Linked DNA regions of Zea mays: region 1 is linked to region 2. A link is a contact called in public Hi-C data. All regions are on one chromosome and are shown on one strand. Each heading gives the region's core, a stretch centred on a gene start, on an enhancer-like site or on the middle of the called end of the contact. The rest is flanking DNA. Distances are from core to core; before and after follow the strand shown. Region 1 holds the start of LOC100381502 (histone deacetylase complex subunit SAP18). Region 2 holds the start of LOC100191310.

Region 1 (3,704 bases), core at 151-2,650, 670 kb after region 2:
TGGAATTACTACTGTGATTCACAAGAAGAACTAGGAATGAAAGATGGCCAGCTTCAGAATCTAAACAGGCAATAAACTTTTGATTGAAGAGCACCAATTGACCCAGTAACCTTCAGGACAGCTAAATAAGAACTGCCATTAGAAATGTGCTCACAGAACACCAAAAGAACTCCTTTAGTGGACGGCTAAGCCATGTTAAAATGCACTCAACTCTAAAAACAATTAAATATGAAATGCAGGCCTTTCAACATAATAAACTGTTTCTTACCTTCATTTAAGCAGATCACCTTTTGCCAGAATCATTCCAGAACAAGTAGACCGGAAACCGGATTAAGTTGCTTCCCCTTTATGAAACTAATTAACCAAGGCTTGTGTTTAACTAAAACTTCACTATTTAATCATTTGTTTCACACTCAAATAATTATACTGTTAGCTACGCAATCATCTTAAAGCGTAGACTTCTAAATAAATTCCAAGTGTAGGTAAACTGTTAGTAAATTGCCTTTTAAAAAAAGGCATAGTTTGATGATGAAAAGCTTTCTGCGGATTCCACCATGTACAATAGGTACAACAAAATTGACTAACAAATAAAAAGTTGCAGTAGCAATGCAAATAAGTGAATCAAGTATACTGCAGACTCTTAAATCTCACTCAACAAACTGGAGTAAAGTGCTAATCAGCACAGGGTAACCAATAAATAAATTCGTTGGGACAGAAACAAGAAGACATAAGCATGCTTACCCTTGTGAAAACCCTGAGCAGCAGAGGGCAGGTCTACACACACAAAAAAAAATATTGTCAGCAAAATTAGTCAGCATTCACATTCCTCAGACGCAAAACCTAACCTAATGCTGTGGAGATGCATAAGTGTTACATACTTGTGAAAGCACAATCCGCCACAAGGGGCATCTCATGAGTTAGAACTTACTTAGAAGACTGACACCATGAGCAAGGGGGACGCAAGGAGTGTAAGAACTGACCTTCTCGCGGTCGATTGGTTCGGGGCGGAGGCGCGCCATCGGCGGAGGGCCCCGGTGCTGCATCGGCGGGCCCGGCCGCGCCGGCCTCATCGGCATATCGGTCATGCCTGCCATCTCCCCTCCTCAGCAACGAGGCTCTGCGAGTTTGAACAGAAGCACACGCATCAACCAACCTATTGGTTGCAAGTAGACAAACGTTTTGCCAAATCGACCAGTTGAAAACGAGGAATCGAGTTGACCTGCTCTGCCGCCGGGTGGATTTTGACAAGGGAAGGCGCTCGCCGCCGCCGCCGCCGCCGCCGATTCTTCGGCGGAGAGAGGTGGACGTGGGGAGGGCAGGAGGATCCGACGGCGTGGGTGTGTGCGAATAGGGCCAAACAAACCCTAAATTTTGCAGTTTCCTCCCTTGAGATCAATGAAGACCTCGTTTGGTTTGGGATGACTAAAATTTAGTCATTTTAGTTAAAAAAAGCAGACAACTAAACTTTAGTTCTTTAGTCACAAGAGATGACTAAATTAAGATTCTTACCTTATTTGCCCTCTCTAATTTTTTATTGCACCAAACATCCACTAATTAATAAGGGTAATACAGTCATTATCCACAACAATTAATGCTATTTAGTTCGATTTAGTCATTGGAACCAAACATGCTACTCTATCGACTAAACTTTAGTCACGGAACTAAACAGGGCCGAAAAATACTCCTACATAATTGCAATTCGGTCCACTAAAGCTATCTTCATCCGCCTTAAGGTTTTTTTAGTTTAGTTTTGGTTTTGGCTTTTGTTCCTAAAAGTCAAAAGTCAAACCAAAGGGTTGGATAGGAATCAGTTTTTTATAAAAGCCGACTTTCTTGCAGTATAAAAAAGAAAGCATCATTGGATCTGCTTTTAGTGACTTTCGGATAGAACTATATATATAAACTTTTAGTGGTTTCTACCAAACGATTTTTATTTTTTAACATCTCATAGTCTACAACAATTTTTTTCACATCTCACAGCCTACAACGGCTTTTTTATAGTCACAGTCCAATCAAACAGACTCTTACTTATCTCATCCCCTGTTTCAAACTCCAATACCTAACAGTACAATCTACAATACAAAGAAATGGTTTGTATGGTCATATGCATGATCAAATCGTGTATATGACTGTTGAAGATATTGTTGACATAGTAAAGTTTGAAAAGAGAAATGAAGATGAATAAGTTGCTAGAGATAGATAGATAGCCATGACGACACAAGACCCTTATTGCAGGTATAGGTGTATATTCGGGCCGCCCGGCCCGGCCCAATCCCGTAAAGGCCCGTATTATTTGAATTTCGGGTCGGCCCGGCCCGTTTGAATTTCGGGCCGTGTCGGCCCATGGGCCTAGCCCTCGGCCCACGGCCCGGCCCGTAATTGCTTAAACGTGTCGGGCTCATTTCGGGCGGCCCGAAATTTACATTAGGGCCCGAAATTCAGTTTTTGGCCCGAAATTCAAAACAAATTTAATAAAACAAATAAAAGATAAGACAAATAAATTTGACCAAAAGCAATCTTAATATATTTGTATTAAGTTACTAGAGCTATGCAATGACTACCTCGTTTATAAATCATTTTGTTAGAAAGAAAAAGAGTATAATCAGATCTATATATAGTTCATAAGTTCAGTTCATTATCTAATGTTCATAACAAAAATAAAATTACATCACATACTCTAATTCAAAGCTACAAAAAACATCTAACTAACATGATCTATAACTTTGTGTTCTTTATCAAGTACATAAAAGTGTGGAATGAAGTGTGATTTTAATAAATATATGGGCCTTTTCGTACCTCTATATGGGCCATTTCGTGTCTGCCTTAAACGGACCGTGTTCATGCTCATGCCCGCCCATGGGCCGCGACCTCGGCCCAAACCCGGCCCGATATATCGTGCTGTGCCGGCCCGGCACTAAAATATTTCGTGTTGTGTCGTGCCTGGGCCGTGCTTTTTTCGTGCTTCGGGCCGGCCGGGCTCGCCGATTTTTTTGCATTTTGGTCCTTCATCGGAAAAAAATTCACGTTTAGACCCTAGAAAATTTTAATGTCATTTTTGGACCCTTTACTCGGCGCCGTAGCCTGTGGCGCCGAGGCCGAGGTACGTGCTGCGTTGGCACAAACGGACGTCGTGGCGCCGACGTGGTACCGAGCTCGGCGCCATAAATCTTGGCGCCGAGCTCCATTCTATACAGAAAACTTGTCTAGCTTAGTTGGTAAAATACAAGGCTCTTAACCTTATATGGTCGTGGGTTCGAGCCCTACGATGGGTGTTTTTAATACTTTTTGTCTTTATCACTTATTTGTTTTTTTTGTTGTCCATATTTTTCATTTATGTCGCTGATCTGTTTGTCCTGATTTGTTTCTCATCCAGTTTTATTTTTGTGGCTGATTTGTTTATTCGTCTAGATTTTTTTATCCGGCGAGCACAGCAGCTGTGTGCCACAGTGCTCACAAGTCGTCAACTTCTCCCCTTGTTTGCTCAGCTAACCACAATAAAAATCAAATAAGAACACTCTTACTTCAATCGTGATCAAATAAAAATATTATATTTTCATTGAGTTCTTTTGAACATAAATTTTAAATACATAATAACATATTCCTAGTAAAAAGAAGCACACATATTCATCTTTTTTTTCTTCTGCACTAAATAAAAGTATACTCCATTATATACTTTTCTCATGGATGATATATTTTAGAATTTA
Region 2 (3,842 bases), core at 630-3,129:
ATAGTGGTGGGTCCAGGTTTGATCCAAGAGAGGGCTACTAAGCTAAGACTATATTTTTTAAACAAAACAAAAAATATAATTGATGTTTAATATGACACAAGAAGCAAGATATAATTTAAACATTCAAAATCTTTTCATCTTGAATATCTACAAACATATCCCGCTCAATATAGCATAGCATGCTGTTATTCATCCATTCATCACAAACTAAACATGGGATTACTACCAAATAAATAATCAAATCAAAACTTCAAATCAAACTTAAAATCACAAACCCCTGCTCTGCTCGGCTCGGGCTCACGGTCACGGGCTCACGGCTGCTCGGTGCACGCCTCGCCTGCTCCCATGCTCCGGACTCCGGTCACCGCGTGGTCGGCGGCTGGACAACGACGAGTCGGCGGTTGGACTCTGGGCGCCGGCGGGACGAGCGGCCTGCGACAATGCTCCGGTCGTTCGACGGTCTGGCCTCTGGGCTCCGAGCGAGCGGCGCTGCAGGCTACAGCGACGGTAGTGCTCTAGCCTCCGAGGTCCGGGCGTGGGCGGCGGCTAGAGCTGGGGGTATAGGATAGAGGGAGGATGTTCACGGGGCTGGGCGCGGCTGGAGCTAGGCTGTCGCGCGGTGATGGGCCTATTCGCTTTACTGGGCTGCAACCGGGGCTGCAGCCAAGGCAGTCCGGGTTGGAGATCCGCCACTGCACATGAATCATTCATGACAGATGATCATGTTATACAAGGAGGATACCGAGGCCTCTTATTTGGAGTTCATAAGGATGCTGCATCAGCCATGAGACAACTATAATTTGATGGAGTGCTAGATAATGAAAATGCATGGATGTACTCTTTGCCTTTAATTTGTATAAGGACTCAAACATTCGAGCTTTCCGATGAGGATGAAAGTTTCATATTTAACTTGCCTTGCTATTTTGGTATTTGTAATGACAGAACCACTTAGGTGATGGAATTGGGTTGTCGTGCATCCTGTTTGTTTACTTGTATGCCGACGATTCACTGAGATGGAATTAGACTTTAAGAAGGTGTTTGTTTAAAAAATCAATCTATTTTAGATAAAGTGATGCATCGTGAGTTCATCCATAAATTTGGTGGAATAAACTTATTCCTCATATTATTACTAAATATCATCATACGAGGAATGGAATGATGATGAATCAACTTATTCTATTTCACAACCCAAATAAGGAAGTGAGGAGTGAGAAGACGATAAACTAACTCATTCATCAAACCAAACATACTATATGGTCCTGTTTGGAAGTGTAGTATTTTTGCAGTTTTGAAACAATACTATGATATTTGATGATACTATAGTATTGGAACTCAAAAGGTGTTTGGTTTGTATAGGCAAAATATAGTTTTAAGTACCATGGTTTACCCAAAACCGTGGTATTTTTTAGAGTTTTCAAAACTCCAATCATGGCCTTAGTTTTCTTCTCTTCTCTCTACATATACTTTGGTTTTTCAATGGAACCAAACAGATCACAATTTTTAGCAATACTATGGTTTTACTGTGGTAAAGTAATACCATAGTATTTGTGTCATGTACAATTATAAACTATAGTATCTCAAAACTACAATATTTTAAAACTGCATTCTCAAACAGACTCTATAGGTTTCAGTGACCACTCAGGCAAATGCTCTTATCCCTTCATGCCTTCACGCTTAGGCACATCCGATTGCAGTATTTTTGTGTTTCAATGATGGAAAAAAAATTAAGCTAAAGTTTATGAGCCGAGCCGTAAACAGAGCCGAGCCTTGTTCTTGGCTATGGATGCGAGCCGGCTGCAAAGCGTCGTGGGTAAGCCTTCTCGCCTCTCCGGATGATTTGACCGCCACGCGTCAGTAATCCCGCCCGGATCGCACATGAGGAATCTGCGGCCAGTTAGTTCGCACCGAATTTTTCTCCAGCCGTCCCTCAAAACAAGGATGCAAATCTGACCCCACCTGCAAGCGACCAAGTGGTCCAGGGCTCGAGACCACCGCGTTTTTCTGGAACCAACCATCCTTCCTTCTCAAGAGTCCAGAGTCCAGACCTCCACACAACGCGAACCAAGCCAACCAACTAACCGAGCAAGCAACCCAACCACACGAGCGGAGGAGCGTGCGAAACCCAAAGCGCGAAAACCCTCCTCGCCCAAGGATCCCTCCCGCGGCGCGCGGAAGCAAACCCCCCCGACCGGCCGCCGTCGGGGGCCGCGGCAGGGACAGCGGAAGCAGCATCACTCCGGAGCGGCGGGGCTCAGCCAGCCCTCGACCGGAGCGGGGGGTTCCGTAATACTCTCCGAATCTGCGGAATCCGTGGCGGGATTTCGCGGGGCCTTCTAGTTTCGGGCGAGACAATGGTGGGGTTCGCGGGGAAGAGGAAGGAGTTGGAGCAGGTGATGGACGGCCTCTCTGACTTCTCCCTCTCCGGCCCCGCTGCCAAGAGCCGCAGATTGGTGAGTTGGTAAACTACTGTTTGTGCCCTTTTTTTTCAGGCTTCTATTAATTGAGGGCTCCTATCTGGTTTGATGGCGCAATCTTTTACCCTAATATTCTCGTGATGCTACTCTGCATCCGAATTCATCCATTTAATTGGTGATGATTGATGGACGCCTCATTAAGTCATTAGGGTGGTTGATTATAGGGATTAGGGAGCGGCTACATGTTAGCAAGTACAGCAAATATGTATACGTGTTTTTAAAAAAAATGGAAGGTACTGCTTCAACTATATATTGTTCCACATATACTGTCTGTTTTCTTATTTCTGATTAACTAGCATGATTTTACTCAGCTGTATCTGCTGTCAGAAACTCCCTGCTGAATGAGCTGACGAAAATGTCTTTCCTGTAAAGAGTGTATGCAATCAACAAGTCAGTAGCCTTTTCATAGGCCGCCCTATTTTATGAGGATGCTGTTTTGTTTACATGCGTATTGCCACATTTTGTGCTGCCGCCGTTGCTTTCTTGGAGTTATTTTTTTTTGGAGTAGAAATGTAGCCAGGTTTATCCGATGATGATGTGCTCAGGGTGCTCATATGGCATCATCTCTATACCTATACGTTTCTATGCATTTGTTGCAACAGTCCTGTTATCTACTTCCTTCATTCCAAATTATAAGACGATTTGACTTTTGTATTTACATAATTTTTGTTATGCACTTAGATATACATTATGTCTAGGTACATATCTAGGTACACAGTAAAAGCGATGTGTCTAGAAAAAAACAGCACATCTTATAATTTGGAACGGGGAGGGTAGCAAAAAAGCACCATGCTTTCTAGTCGGTCACTTCAAGTAAAGAAGGAAAAACCATATACATGTTGTGATTTTCCGCTGCATATTGCGAAGCAAGGTTTATCATGCATGGTGTATTGCATGTCTTGTTGTGCATATAGTTAAGCATCCTGTCATTTTGGTATTTTACATTCGTTGGAAGTGTTTATCACTGCATCTGTAATGCCTCTCTGAATGAAATGTTGTTTATTATTTATAGGATGCCGAGCTCCCACCAATTATGGAAGAAGAACCACCTGCTCCTTCAATGCCATTCCAGATGCTGGGAGAGAAAATCAATAACTGTGTTGACATACCCAGTATGGAATTCATGATGGAAGGTCTAACAACACATCATGTGCCTAGTGAGGACATGGCACTTGTTTTATACAAACCAGTAGATAATTCCGCACCATTTGGTCGTGGCATCTCAAGTTCTTCATTCATAGTGAGTTCAGACTTGATACGTGGTCTAAAGAGTAAGTACATCGTGATCAACCTTCTTTAGTCACCGTTTATATTTAAATTCACCATTCCTACGAGTCTTTGCTATTTTGGTCCTGCATTTTGTTAGGG

The links. Hi-C and Micro-C count contacts between places; a contact is called where the count stands out from the background.
Region 1: a Hi-C map of ear shows a contact between it and region 2, with 1.8 times the contacts expected there. The contact joins the promoter of LOC100381502 here to the promoter of LOC100191310 in region 2. A contact is called at or near these places in 2 of 25 Hi-C or Micro-C datasets (ear and tassel).

Annotation. Positions count from the first base shown.
Region 1 is chr4:246,965,830-246,969,533 of Zm-B73-REFERENCE-NAM-5.0, forward strand. It overlaps LOC100381502 (histone deacetylase complex subunit SAP18), which reads right to left and starts at 1,401. Exons shown (of 7, transcript NM_001174333.3): 1 at 1,220-1,401; 2 at 981-1,117; 3 at 742-774. The coding sequence starts at 1,094.
Region 2 is chr4:246,298,196-246,302,037 of Zm-B73-REFERENCE-NAM-5.0, forward strand. It overlaps LOC100191310, which reads left to right and starts at 1,880. Exons shown (of 3, transcript NM_001136744.1): 1 at 1,880-2,450; 2 at 3,487-3,745. The coding sequence starts at 2,352.